Linked DNA regions of Mus musculus: region 1 is linked to region 2. Evidence: chromatin contacts called from public Hi-C data. All regions are on one chromosome and are shown on one strand. Each heading gives the region's core, a stretch centred on a gene start, on an enhancer-like site or on the middle of the called end of the contact. The rest is flanking DNA. Distances are from core to core; before and after follow the strand shown. Region 1 holds the start of Dbt (dihydrolipoamide branched chain transacylase E2). Region 2 has its middle 16 kb from the start of Gm40125.

Evidence for each region. A called contact is a pair of places that touch in the nucleus more often than the background predicts.
Region 1: a contact with region 2 is called in a Hi-C map of regulatory T cells, with 2.2 times the contacts expected there. The contact joins the promoter of Dbt here to the enhancer-like site in region 2. A contact is called at or near these places in 19 of 39 promoter capture datasets (the 3T3-L1 cell line, 3T3-L1-derived adipocytes, the C10 cell line and 13 more), 6 of 484 Hi-C or Micro-C datasets (CD4 T cells, CD8 T cells, the CH12 cell line and 3 more), 3 of 115 datasets of contacts at active chromatin or transcription factors (CD8 T cells, embryonic stem cells and memory CD8 T cells) and 4 of 9 other capture datasets (adipose tissue, embryonic stem cells, liver and 1 more).

The regions. Positions count from the first base shown.
Region 1 is chr3:116,508,767-116,515,143 of GRCm38.p6, reverse strand. It overlaps Dbt (dihydrolipoamide branched chain transacylase E2), which reads right to left and starts at 2,074. Exons shown (of 11, transcript NM_010022.4): 1 at 1,953-2,074. The coding sequence starts at 2,003.
Region 2 is chr3:116,436,714-116,442,840 of GRCm38.p6, reverse strand. No RefSeq gene overlaps it. Among named protein-coding and RNA genes, the nearest start is that of Gm40125, 16 kb to the right of the region's middle. Within about 2 kb of position 2,525, at least 51 of the 459 cell types and tissues checked have an H3K27ac peak or open chromatin away from gene starts, as enhancers often do. A contact at or near this core is called in CD8 T cells, the CH12 cell line, the HPC-7 cell line and 4 more, where this site is marked.

The DNA.
Region 1 (6,377 bases), core at 825-3,324, 73 kb before region 2:
TAAATACTAGCTACATTTCTTCAGAGTTGGAAGGTAGAGTCAAGAGAAACAGGTTTGAGGGGTCTATTGTGGAGCCTGGAGTCTGCATCCCTGAGGCACTGTGGTGCACGGTGAGATGGCCAAAGGCTAGCTTTTCCAACTCCCCTGTGCTCGTAGCTAGGGAACTGTGTTCTAGCTGGTTATGTCAGCCTGGTAATATCCCTTCCTCCATCCTGACTTAAATGCCCAGTGAGTTGCTGCAGCTCCCGGATGGCTGTATGGAAAAGGTCAACTGCCCTGATGAACTGTCAGCCGTCATAGTGACAGTCACACATGTCACCTGTAGTCTATAGGCATAGATGGTGTCTTGTTCATTCACTGGATTTGTGTTACCTGCAGTTGAGAAAACACCTCATATTGTGCAACGGGAGATCTCTTGGACAGCTAGGGAAGACTAGAGAACGCCAGGGAACCATTAGCACAACTGGTGACTATATGCAAAGACGTGGGAGAGATAATGCAGGAAGTTGGAAAAGCGCAGAGGGCCAAAGCCAGGGCTTCTTTTTTTATTTTTTTTTTTTTTTAGTAGTCATCCATCACTTTATGACAGGTCTGTGTGAAATCTATTCACTATTAGATGAGCTAGTCTATGGACTCACCTTATGCTTACACAAACCAAATGGCTTAACTTATTGCCCACGTAAGCTCTATGCTAGCTCTTATACTACAAACCTGTCCAGCATGTCACTGTACTAAACACTGTGGGCACCCGTCACACCATTCTGTCTGTGTGTCCACACACATCAAACGATGGAAAAGGTCATAGGAAGTTGGCAGGTCTGTCGAGAGCCTATGGGAGCACTGTTGACGGAAGTCTTTGCGTGGTATTTAGAAGCTGGAAAGGAAAAGAGGGCAGTGGAATAGAGCAACTGAAGAGGAATATTGGTCAACTAGTGTCTCAGAATCCAAGAGTGGAGAGCTCTCGAAAGAAGAGTTGCCCATAATACCTACTAAGGTGCTGCTGACAAGAGTACCCTTCTGCTGCCTAGTTCCTACTTCTCTTCAGTCTCCGTACGCACTCACTAGTCCCCAGGAATTCCTCTCTGTACCCCCACTCCTCCATAGGTGTCCACCCTCAAGTGTCACAGGAGCTTTGAGCACTTGTTCCATAATAGCACGTCTTTCTAAAACCGTGGCTTTCTGTCTTTCCTTGCCTCCCTCTCTCCTATTCTCCTGTTCTAGGCTACAATGTTAGGAGGGAAAGGATGGTGGCTGGCTGTGTTATAGAAATATGCCCAGTGCCCAATACACACAGCAGGCTGGGAAGAAGGTTTGGAGAGATCAGGAGGCCAGCACTAAAGGAACATCTAGGGAAATGGGTAAAGTCTACGGTATCCAAAAAGTTATGTAATTAGGAAGAAACTAGATATGTAGTGGGATACATCTACGGTTGTTGCTAAAAGCTTGTGAGTGAGGGGGAACTGCAAATGGGGGTGGTAAATCGATGATTAAAAAGTTGGAACGACTGTGGACCAAGGGGAGAAGTGCAGCCCCGAGTGAATCAAGCTAGAGGCTTTTCTCTTCTCAGGTTAATAGTGCCAGCGTATGGCGCGCAGTGGGCTCTCAACAAATCTCGAAAGAACATAGCTGTGTCTGCAGTGCTTATCACAATGCCTGACATCTAGAAAGTACTCAAGCAAAGTTAAGCAGGTCAAAGGCCAGGATGTGGGTACGGTTGGGAAGAAAGCTAGTCGCCCAAAGCTAATCGTCAGAGAATCGCGCCCCGGGACGGGAAAGGAGTGAGTTTCCAGGCTCACTGGCACGCCACCTTCGCTGCCCTTCTGATTTGCATGCATCCTTCCATCACTTGCTCACAAGACGCGAGGCACTCGGAGAAGAAAGCAACACACAACTCCGGATAACATCTACTAAATCGATCCTTCCCAACCTTAGACCCATCCAACCCTGCTTACCAGTCTGACAGCGTTCTGGCTCCAGGTCCTCAGTACACGCGCTGCAGCCATTTTACTCCGGAAATAGCCACCAGCACACAGCTGGGAAAGACGCCTCCTCCAGGCGACCAATCCCCAGACCCGAGACGCACCTCCCTGAGCGGCCAATAGGAGAGAAGGAACGAGCCTCCCACCGGGCAGCCAACCAGGGCGAGGGGCGGGGCCGACTGAAGCCCCCCCCCCTCCCCCTTGAGAGGTGTAAAAGAATTGAGGGAGGGAGAAGGTAGACTTGGGGAGGACGACAGCTTAAAAATCCAGGACTTGGGTTGTTAAGTAGACGCGCATCAACAATCCATCTTTTTAGCTCAGATAATGGAGAGAAATCACGTTTAGGGGCTGCAGAAACTTGGGTTCAGTCTCCAGCACTCAATCAGGTAGGTCATAACAGCCTACAACTCTAGTTCCAAGGGATCCGACGCCCTCTTCTGGCCGTCTCGGGGCACCTGCATCCATGTGCTGTACATGCAAACAGTTGTGCACCCACACATACATAGATAATTTTTTAAAAAAGAATATGTTAAGGGCACACAAGAAGGGTCACTAATTGAAAACCTGAGGGGTCAGTAGCAAATTGTCTTTTCTGGTATTGTGCTGTAACTACATTAAGGGCAGAAAAAATAAGATGTTTCTATGTTTCATAGCAAGACTCTGATGCGCGACTTTTTCATAAGTCCATACAGGAACACTTCTCCATGATTAGGAATTCCTCTTTCCTGTATAGTGTCCTTGAGGTTGCTGAAATTGACTTCTCGTGTCTAAAATAAACATGTCATCACTTTGTCTTTGAGTCTTAGAAAATGTGGTCAGATGCATCATTAAGAAATGAGTCACAAACGTATAACCCTGAATTGCTTTGCCCCTTGAAGAAATGTCAAATTGAGCTCAAGTGGAACTGCTAAAGGAAACATCAGAAACCCAGCACTGTGAGGGTGACATGGGTAGGGCAGGCAGAGATGTCGCATTGTGAATGGAAGGCCAGTCACCCTGAGCTATGTGGTGAGACTCATTCTTAAACAAAATGAAACAAAGCCAGAGGGAGAGAATGAGAGAGAGGGAACTTTCTTTAATAGGTGGTATATAAATGCATACATTGTATATATGTTCAGTAAATTCAACGGTTCTTTCTTCTTAGAGAGAATAAAAATCTGCATCAATGTCTAAGGCGTTAGAGAGAATGAAACAAAACAGAAGGAAGCAGGGGCCAATAGAAACTCTCAGCACTGGAAAGTCGGTGGTTGTGAAACAAAAATCTCAGGTTTTTCACAAGTTGTTTAACTTTACACAGATGTACTATTGTGTAATGCACATTCATCTACTGTAGGCAGTAAATATAAATCATTGCCTTTATCAGAAAATCTGCAATAGACAGATGAGGTGACGAAAGTGTTTGATCCCAGAAGACAGTGGATCTTTGTGAATTTGAAGCCAGCCAGATCAACAAAGTGAATTCCAGTATAGCCAGGGCTGTTAGAGAAACCCTGTCTTAACAGCACCTCCCAAAATCGCAATAATCAAAAGAACTTGATTTTTAAAAACTTTTCCCATTATTTTGTTTGTTTTGTTTTGTTTTGTTTTGTTTTGTTTGAGACAAGGTTTCTCTGTGTAGTCCTGGCTGTCCTGGAACTCACTCTGTAGACCAGGCTGGCCTCCAACTCAGAAATCTGCTTGCCTCTGCCTCCTGAGTGCTGGGATTAAAGGCTTGCACCGCCACTGCCAGGCCCCATTAAACTTTTTATAGGTGCATTGAATAGACTTAGTAATCTTATATGTTCTTGCTTGTATAATGAGGGAAGGGAGTTAGTTGTTCCTAGGGCTCTTGAAAGATACTATGTAACTTTCTTCCATTCAGGCTTCTCTCGATTCTATCTTATTTTCAGGAAACAAACTAGTTTATCATCCTACGTCAGTAGATCCTGATTCCATATATGATTGTGTTCTTATCTTTGTTTGTAGCCGGGTTTTGGAACCTATTCACTAGATCTGAATGGGGCATTGCTACTAGCGCTACTAGCGCCAAGTGATGCAATTCTTGACTAGCCAACCGTGTTTTTGGTTAGTAAAACTAAGAGGGAGGGAAGGACCCAGAGAAGAAAGGGAGGCACCCAAGGAGGAAGGGAGGGGGACAGACAGAGACAGACAGACAGAGACAGAGACAGACACTGTAAAATGAACCTAGAGTCTTGCATAAGCTAAGCAAGCCGTCTATAACCACTGAGCATCATTGCCAGCTCTCTGCTTCTTTATCTACTAGTTTTGAGACAGGATCTCGATTAGCTGTCTGGGTGGCCTTGAAGTCATGATTATGCTTCTATTCCCCCAGCCTGCTTAGTATCTGGGATTACAGGCCCGAACCACCAAGCCTAGCTTAAAAATGGAATTTTGAGACAGCTAATGTTTATCTTCAATTTTAACTTAGGCGATGTTAGATTGCTTTGCAATGTGCTTGTACAAAATAACTTGTCTAGCAGCTGAGAGTGGGACTATTCTTTGTTTCTCATTTGACAGCCTTAGAAGTAATAGGTATTTACCTATTCAATGGCATTATGGTGTTAAAGTTTCTTAATTATTAGTAAAGTTAAACAGGTTTCACGTGTTTATTGGTTCTGAGATGCCGCCCCCCCTTCCCCCTCCCAGTCTGTGTAGTTCTGGCCTGGAACTGGTATGTACTCCAAGCTCCTACAGCTCTATCTGCCTTTGTTGATTGAAGAGATGTGCCACCCACACCAACCCTGGATATTGATTCTTCAAACGCTTCCTTCATGTACTTTTAACTGTTTCCTCTCTGTTGTGTGCATTCATTTTTCATTGTTTTCTTATTGATTCTTCTTTTGGGGGTCAGGGTTTTACATAGCACCCCCATTTTGAATACATACAATTGTGGCCAAAAACCAAACCAAACCAAAACCCAAACAAGCAGACCTGTTGAGCTTGCTAGGCAGACTCTACCAACTGAGCTACACACCAGCCTTCTTGTTGACTTTTCTTGTTGACTTGAGTGGGAGCTCTCTAAACTATGCAGTAACTTCTACAAAAATGAGATTCCCTGCTGTTCTTTGGTTTGACAATTTCCAGTTCTCATACACACAATAACCAGAAAGTTCTAACTTCACTGATCTTGTGAGGCTTTTGATGTTAATTTTTTTTTTTAATGACATAGGCGTTATTTCTGCTTTGGGACTGTTTTAAGTAATACTGCTTTTGAAACTTTAGACAAAACCTTTTGTGAAGACACATTTTCTTTCTTTCTGTCTGTCTGTCTGTCTGTTTTTTGGTCTTTCTGTCTTTCTTCCAACCTGAGAAGAATTCCTGGGGAAATCCCAGTTCTGAGTGTCTCTGTTGCCTATACTCACTCCTTCAATGCAGGTTACAATATCACTTACAGCTTTTTGGACAGTTTCTACCTCATACTTCTATCTTGTCCACTTCCTTCTACCACCCAAGTAACAGCAGGAGTTCGGCTTTAGAAAGCATAAGCTGGGGTCGAGACTATAGCTGTTTGGTACAGTGTTTATTTGGCATGCATCAAACCTCGACATCAGCCTCCAGCACTGTGATTAATAAAAACAAAAAGGATTAGCTTTCTTCAGAGGGTGTTATATTTATGTAATAGGAATCTAATATGTATGATAATCAAGGTACCACAGGGAAGATGGCTGCTCTTCCATAGGACCCAGGTCAGATTCTCACCCGTGTGATTGGTGGCTCACAATCCTCTGGAATTCCAGTCACAGGGAATTCGATACCCTCTTCAGGCCTCTGTGTACAGATGAATGTGTACACATTATGCCCATTCACATAATAATAATTTTTAAAAAGTACAACATGTATATTCGCACAGCAGCCTTGCTTCAATGTCTTATTATTTCCTGTCTGTAAAATTATATCACTGGTATCTCCTTTTTTTAGGTTCTTAGGCCGCTAAACCATCTTCTGTACACTATAATGGGTTTGTGCCTCTCCCTTTGGTTTAGCGGACCATGAGACAAGGAAGTTTCTCTGAGTCTCATGCTAGGCCATGGGAAAAGCCGGAGTTCCCGAGCCAGCCGGGGGGCAAGTTTGTCATCCAAGAAGAGATTTTTTTTTAAAAAAAGATTTATTTATTTATTATATGTAAGTACACTGTAGCTGTCCTCAGATACCCCAGAAGAGGGCATCAGATTTCGTTACGGATGGTTGTGAGGCACCATGTGGTTGCTGGGATTTGAACTCAGGACCTTTGAAAGAACAGTCGGCGCTCTTAACCACTGAGCCATCTCGCCAGCCCCAGGAAGAGATTTTACAGTTCTAAAATCTGCTAGACCACTTTGCAGAAGAGATTGAGTCGATGGCAGGTCAGTGTTGGCCTGGACCACACCTAGATTAGGACTGCTTGCATGTGAATCACTG
Region 2 (6,127 bases), core at 1,276-3,775:
AAAAAAGCATGACTCTTAGGATCCCTTGGGTATGCTGCAGAGAGTTTTCAGAGATGATTAAAACAGTACACAAGGCCCCTCAGCCTATCTAGTTTTACACAGTGAAATTCAAAAGGGTTCAAAGGAAAGAAACTTTCCCAGTTCCTTTTTGGTCATATGATGGCTAATCCGGAGATGTCACCAGGACTTATTTCTATCCCCAACCTGCTCGTCCTTTCATGGCTGGCTTTGTCCTTGGGTTCCATATAGTGGCTTCCATTTTAAATGCCCCTCACGGCTACACACTAAAGGCGTAGTTAGCCATATACAGCTGGGGGTGATATGAAATGTCTAGTGGAAGGAAGCCAAGTCATTGGGAGAGCGGGGGAGCGTGCCCTTGAAAGGAGACTGGGACTCAGTTCCTTTTCTCTGCTTCTTGGTCACTATGAGGTGATCAGCAGCTCGCTTCACTGAAGTAAGTAAGCTTTGCGCTGGTATGTGCTGCCTGGCCATGGGCTCCAGTAGAGTACAGCCAACCAACCCTGGACTCATACCTCCCTCAAGTAAACCTTGCCCTCTTCCCCTTCCCCTCCTTTGCTTCTTCTGAGAGCTAGTCTTATTAACCAAGGGTCGCCTAGAGTTCAACAAGTAGTTGAAGATGACCTTGAACTCTTGGTCTTTCTGTCTCTGCATTTGCCAATGGATGTGGTGGCAAACGTGATCCACCGCACATCTCTCCCCTTTTTCATTTGTTTTGGTCCTTCAGGCTCTCCTGCAGGCTATAGGTGTGAGCTCAGTTCTACTGGCTGCTTCTTTTTCCATCTGCAATTCTGATCACAGGTTCCAGCCTTAAACAGAACAACACAAACTACTCCCTCGATCGCTCTCGTGGCCCCGCCTCCGCACCCTTTTTCCATCCAAGCTTCGCAGAAGTATAACTTTCGTCTTCCACTCTGTCAGTTTTGGTACTAGGCCCCAGAGACACAGCAGCAAGCAGAATCAGCAGAAACTCTTGCTGAATAAAATTATAATCTAGTGGGAAAGACTTATAATGAACAAAATAAATCAAGTAAAATACCCAGAGTTTTAGAGACATAAGTGCTATGTGAGAGATCGTGGCGGCAGTGTGGGCGTGATGTCTGACTTTAGAAGCGTGAAGGAGAGGCCTCATTGAGAAGGTGACTTTTGAGTCAAGACGTACAGGAGGTGAGTGAGTGAGCCCTGGCAAGGGAGCACTGAGGTAAGAAGTCAAGGAAGGAGGGGCTAGAAGGTTCAAGAAACTGTAAGGACCAGTGTGGCAGGCAAGAAGAGAAATAGAGGCAGACAGCGGGATTGGATGATGCTGAGATACGGTATTATCTTTTTTTTTTTTTTTTTGGTTTTTCGAGACAGGGTTTCTCGGTATAGACCTGGCTGTCCTGGAACTCACTTTGTAGACCAGGCTGGCCTCAAACTCAGAAATGAGCCTGCCTCTGCCTCCCAAGTTCTGGGATTAAAGGCGTGTGCCACCACGCCCGGCATGGTATTATCTTAAGACTGCCTTATATTGCAGTATTAAGATTTTGACTTTTCCTCTGAATGACTTGGGATACTATTAAAGCAAAGAATCGCTAAAGCTTGGCAGGATTCTGGAATGCTCATAGTTGCCCCGAGGGAAGCTAGCTAGAGAATTGCTCTAGTTATATAGGAGATGGTAGTGGCTTTGATGGAATAATGGCTGGAGAACCATCCCAATTATGAACATATTTTTGTTTGAGGAAACAGAGTTTCTTGCAGCACAAACTCACCTCACATTTACTGTGGTGGTTTGAATGAGACTGGCTGCCACCCCCAGCCCATAGGCTCCTAAGAGGTATGGCCTTGTTGGAGAAGCTAAGTCACTAAGGATGGGCTTTGAAGTTTTGAAAGATCCCTGGTGTTCATGTTCTTTGTCTCTTTGTCTCTCTGTTTGTCTGTCTCTCTGCCTGTCTCTCTGTCTGTCAGACTGTCTGGCTCTCTTTCTGTTTCTCTCTCTCCCTGTTTCATGGTTGTATCTCAAGATGTGAGCTCTGAACTATTCCTTTGCTTAGCTGTCATGAACTCTACCCTCTGAAGCCATAAACCCAGAATAAACTTTCTTCTCTAAGTTTCCTTGGTAATAGTATTTTATCACAGCAATAGAGAAGTAATTAAGACCCTTACTGGTTAGCTAAGGTTGACCTTGAACTCTGATCCTCCTGCCTCTACCTCCCAGGGGCTGGGATTATAGAGCTACTGTTTCTAGCTCTGCATATATATTTAAGGCACAGGTTGCAGGGTATGCTGCAGACTCAATGTGTCATGTGACAGAAAGAGAGGTGTTAAGGATAAATCCAATGGCTAAGGCCCAAGGCACTGGAAAAGCACAATGTCAATCAAATACGATGGTGATTGTACAGGGATTAAGTTTTTATTTTTAACACCAGAAGTTTGGGGCTTGGAGGAAAAAAAGTTGCAAGGCGGCATAGAGATCATAGTCAAAAGCCACAGGATGAGATGAGGCCATACAAAAGGAAGTGGCTGAGGCAGAAACACACACACTCCGAGGTGTGGGTGCTCCCGTTTCAGAGAGCTGAGGGACTCTCAGAAGGAGCAGATCCTAGAAAAGCCGAGTCCACGAGGCAGAAAGGGAAGCAGGAGATTAACTGGGGAAGCCGAGGAGAGTGATCGGAATGGGGAGAACAAGGGTTCAGTGTTGCTTCTTGTAAGTCATGTAAAATGAAGAATCAGACTTTATGGGGGATTAGCAGGGGCTGCTGGTGACTGCCTGAGCATCTGGGGACACACACGCGTGCGCGCACACACACACACACACACACACACACACGGAGTAAGTTTATACCTGGATGCATGTGAAAACCAGTGGACAACCTGGGTGTCCCTCCTTCTGTCTACCTTGTTTTGTTGTTTTTCTTATAGGGTCTCTCATTAGGACCTGGCCCATAGATTAGGTATGGCACCAAGCTCCAGTGATCCTTCTTGGTGGCCCTAGCACTGGATTATAAGTGTGCCACCATACCTGGCTATTTAAGGTGGGTCCTGGAAACTGAATTTGGGAATGGTGGTCATTTGAGCAGCAACACTTTCCAACTGAGATATCACCCCAATCTAGAGAGGGTTTTATTTGAATAATCTAGAGATGCTTAGTATAATTTTTAATTTTTTTCTGGTGCTGGGATTTGAATCTGGGGTCTCTTATATTCAGTAAATTCAGCTATAATACCATACTTCTCTGTTATCTTTGATAAAATGCATAGCCCCTTCTGGCTTGCCAATACCTGTATCCCTCTATGCCTGGGGTTATTTTTTGTTTTTGGACTCTTACATACATGCAACAAAAAGAAGTGCCAGGATAACATCCCAGGGAGCAGCTGTCAACCAATGGGTGGTGGGAGCTGGTAGGTAAACCTCCCATCTTATATTGAGGAAGGGGAGGTGGGTGGAGCTTAAGGTCCTGGTTTTATAGTGTATTTATTATGTATACCATTGTGCAGTGTATCCATGGGAAATAAGTTTGTCCTTCACAATGGCTTCTAGGCTCAAAGACAACATCCTCCATTGATTGCCTTTTCTTCCTTCCTGGCCTCATCTCCTCTCTCCAGATGCTGTTGCCTGTAATTCCCCAATAAATTTCTTGTACTTGAATCTTTGTTCTTGGGGAACCTGAGTTAAGTCTCTTCATATTTAAGTATCATCTAAAGTTCAGTGATGCTCTAAGACTCAATATTCTGGGAGGGTGGAGTACCAGAGAGGGTGTGGAAATTCCTTGCTTCTCCATATCTTCCTGATTCCTGTCTCCAACTGTCTGTTCCTGATTCATAGAGCCCTGATAGTAAATGCTAACTTACAGTTTGGAGTTCACAAAATTTGTGCCTGAAGTTTTATTAGCAAATACTTTGGAAGAGGGAGCAAGTTACAGCACATTACAAAATGGCAGAGTTACAACTCTTTTGCTTACAATTCCGAGGCTTCTTTCTATCTATAGCAATAACACCTAGATGTATTTAGTCTTTGTTCTTAGTTCTTGACATAGAACATCCAAAATTCTTAAAATTTCCTCACTGATAGGGCAATAGGACAACTTTTGTAATTCACAAACTGCTTTAGACTCCATCTGAGTTTTTGTTGCTGGGGTAACCCTAGATTTTTGTGACGGGAGATGATTGCAAGAGGAAGCAACCACTTGAGCCCTACCCCTCTGAGAAGAAAGGATGGGATGGAGATGGAACTGAATCAGCAATGCCTAGTGATTTATCAACTATTGATAGAATAATAGATTTTCTCTATTAATAAAATAAAAATGGGATTCAGAGAGCATCCAAATGGGTGAACATTTGGGGATACTGGGAGGGTGGTATACCCAAAAAGTGTGGAATCCCTGTGCTCTGTACACACCTTTTTTTATGCCTCTCTTCAACTGGCTGTTCCTGATGTGAGTCCTTTATAGTACACAGGTGATAGTAAGAAATGTCCTCTTGAGTCCTATGATTGGGCATGAGGAGGCAACTGAAAGGACCCCTGCTGACTAGCTACCTGGTCAATAAGAAGTGCGGGTGGAAGCCTGGGTCTTGGAGCTGTTGTCAGAAGTGAGGTAGTCCTGTGGGAGGTTGTCCTTGGCTTGTGGGACTGATAACCCCAGGCAGACACAGTCAGAGTTCAGCTGAGTGACCGAACATCCAGCTGATGTTGGCAGAAGTGCTTGGTTAAAGAAACCCTGACGAGTTTGAATCAGCCGTGCTAAGAGTGGAGAAGCAGGGAACACCCGGAACACAGGTTCTCTCACATACTTGCTTCTTCCTCCAGCTTTTAGGCATTCGCACACTACGAGCACTGCCAGGTATAAGGATGAGGGGAAAGTGTTAATTAATTATTAATATGCCACACATATTAATTTTAAATCAGTAGTGTCTAATTATGTAAGGTCTGAGGAAACTATTAATTTGACAGTACTGTTCAGGGATCTTGGGTGACTCCCTTTTAGGATACTAATTAGAATATTAATTATTCAGCCAGCAATCTATGAAAGAGACAGATTATTGTCTAGTGAAGAGTAGGTTTTAACATTCTCTTTCAGAGACTAGTTTTTCCTCAATGTAGTATTTTCACTTGCTATTAAAGTAGACTTCATATACATATATGAAGAATACTAGATACCTCCTTTTATTGCTGCTAAACATGTAACTCCCTCTACAACTGTTGAAGTCAAAAGTGTTTTCCATTAAATTGTGGAGACTCTTAAACAAGTAGAGGGCTGATTTTTTTTTCTCATCTGTCTCTTTCAGTTTCTTTGCTTCCATGTTTCCTGAGAGAAGAAAATCTGGTGGAAGTTTCTCCTCCATTTTTTTCTTTACCACATCTTAAAATGTTAACATGGTTGCCAAAACACTGGGCCAGTTTAGTACACCAATCACTGACACAACAAGCCTTGCATAATAGAGTTCTAAGGCATCAATCATGTGGCAAGGAGAAAAAGCTTTGACTCTGTCTCTGGCTCAGTGGACAGAGGAGCTGGCTGCACGGGTCTGGATACCCGAGTTCAATCCTTGGAGTTCATGGAAAGATAGGAGAAAACTGACTTCATCGGCACTGTCCTCTAGCTTGCACACATGTGCACCCTGGCATGACTGCCCCACACATGTATTATAGCATGCACACATACAATAATAATGAGTAAAAATGTAAAAAGAGAGAAGTAGAGAGACAGGAGTTCCTGAGCTGATGGGAAAGGGAAATTGAAAGTAAGAAAGAACATAGTTATTAGCAGCGAGCTTGTGCACAGTCTAACTTCATGCTCTCCATGGGACCTTGTGCTGAAAACCGCTGTGTTTTTATCAACTGAGAATGCAGATTTGGCTCACAGAAAGTCAAAAGGTTACCCAGAAGGCACTGGGGCTCAACAGTCTGTCTCCAGAGCCCACGTTTCCCGCCTCTCTGTTTTCGGAAATGTCTGTTGTGCCATTGGAGAGTCTCTCACATTGACCAGTCAATCGCATTCAGCTCTCCTGAGCATCAGAACCAAGTCTATATCCCCAAGTGCTTCACACAGGTCTCCACTTCATTGTCCAGTAGATACTTCAAATTCTACCTAATACAAACCAAGGTTGGAGTCCCTGGTTCCCCCAAGGACACC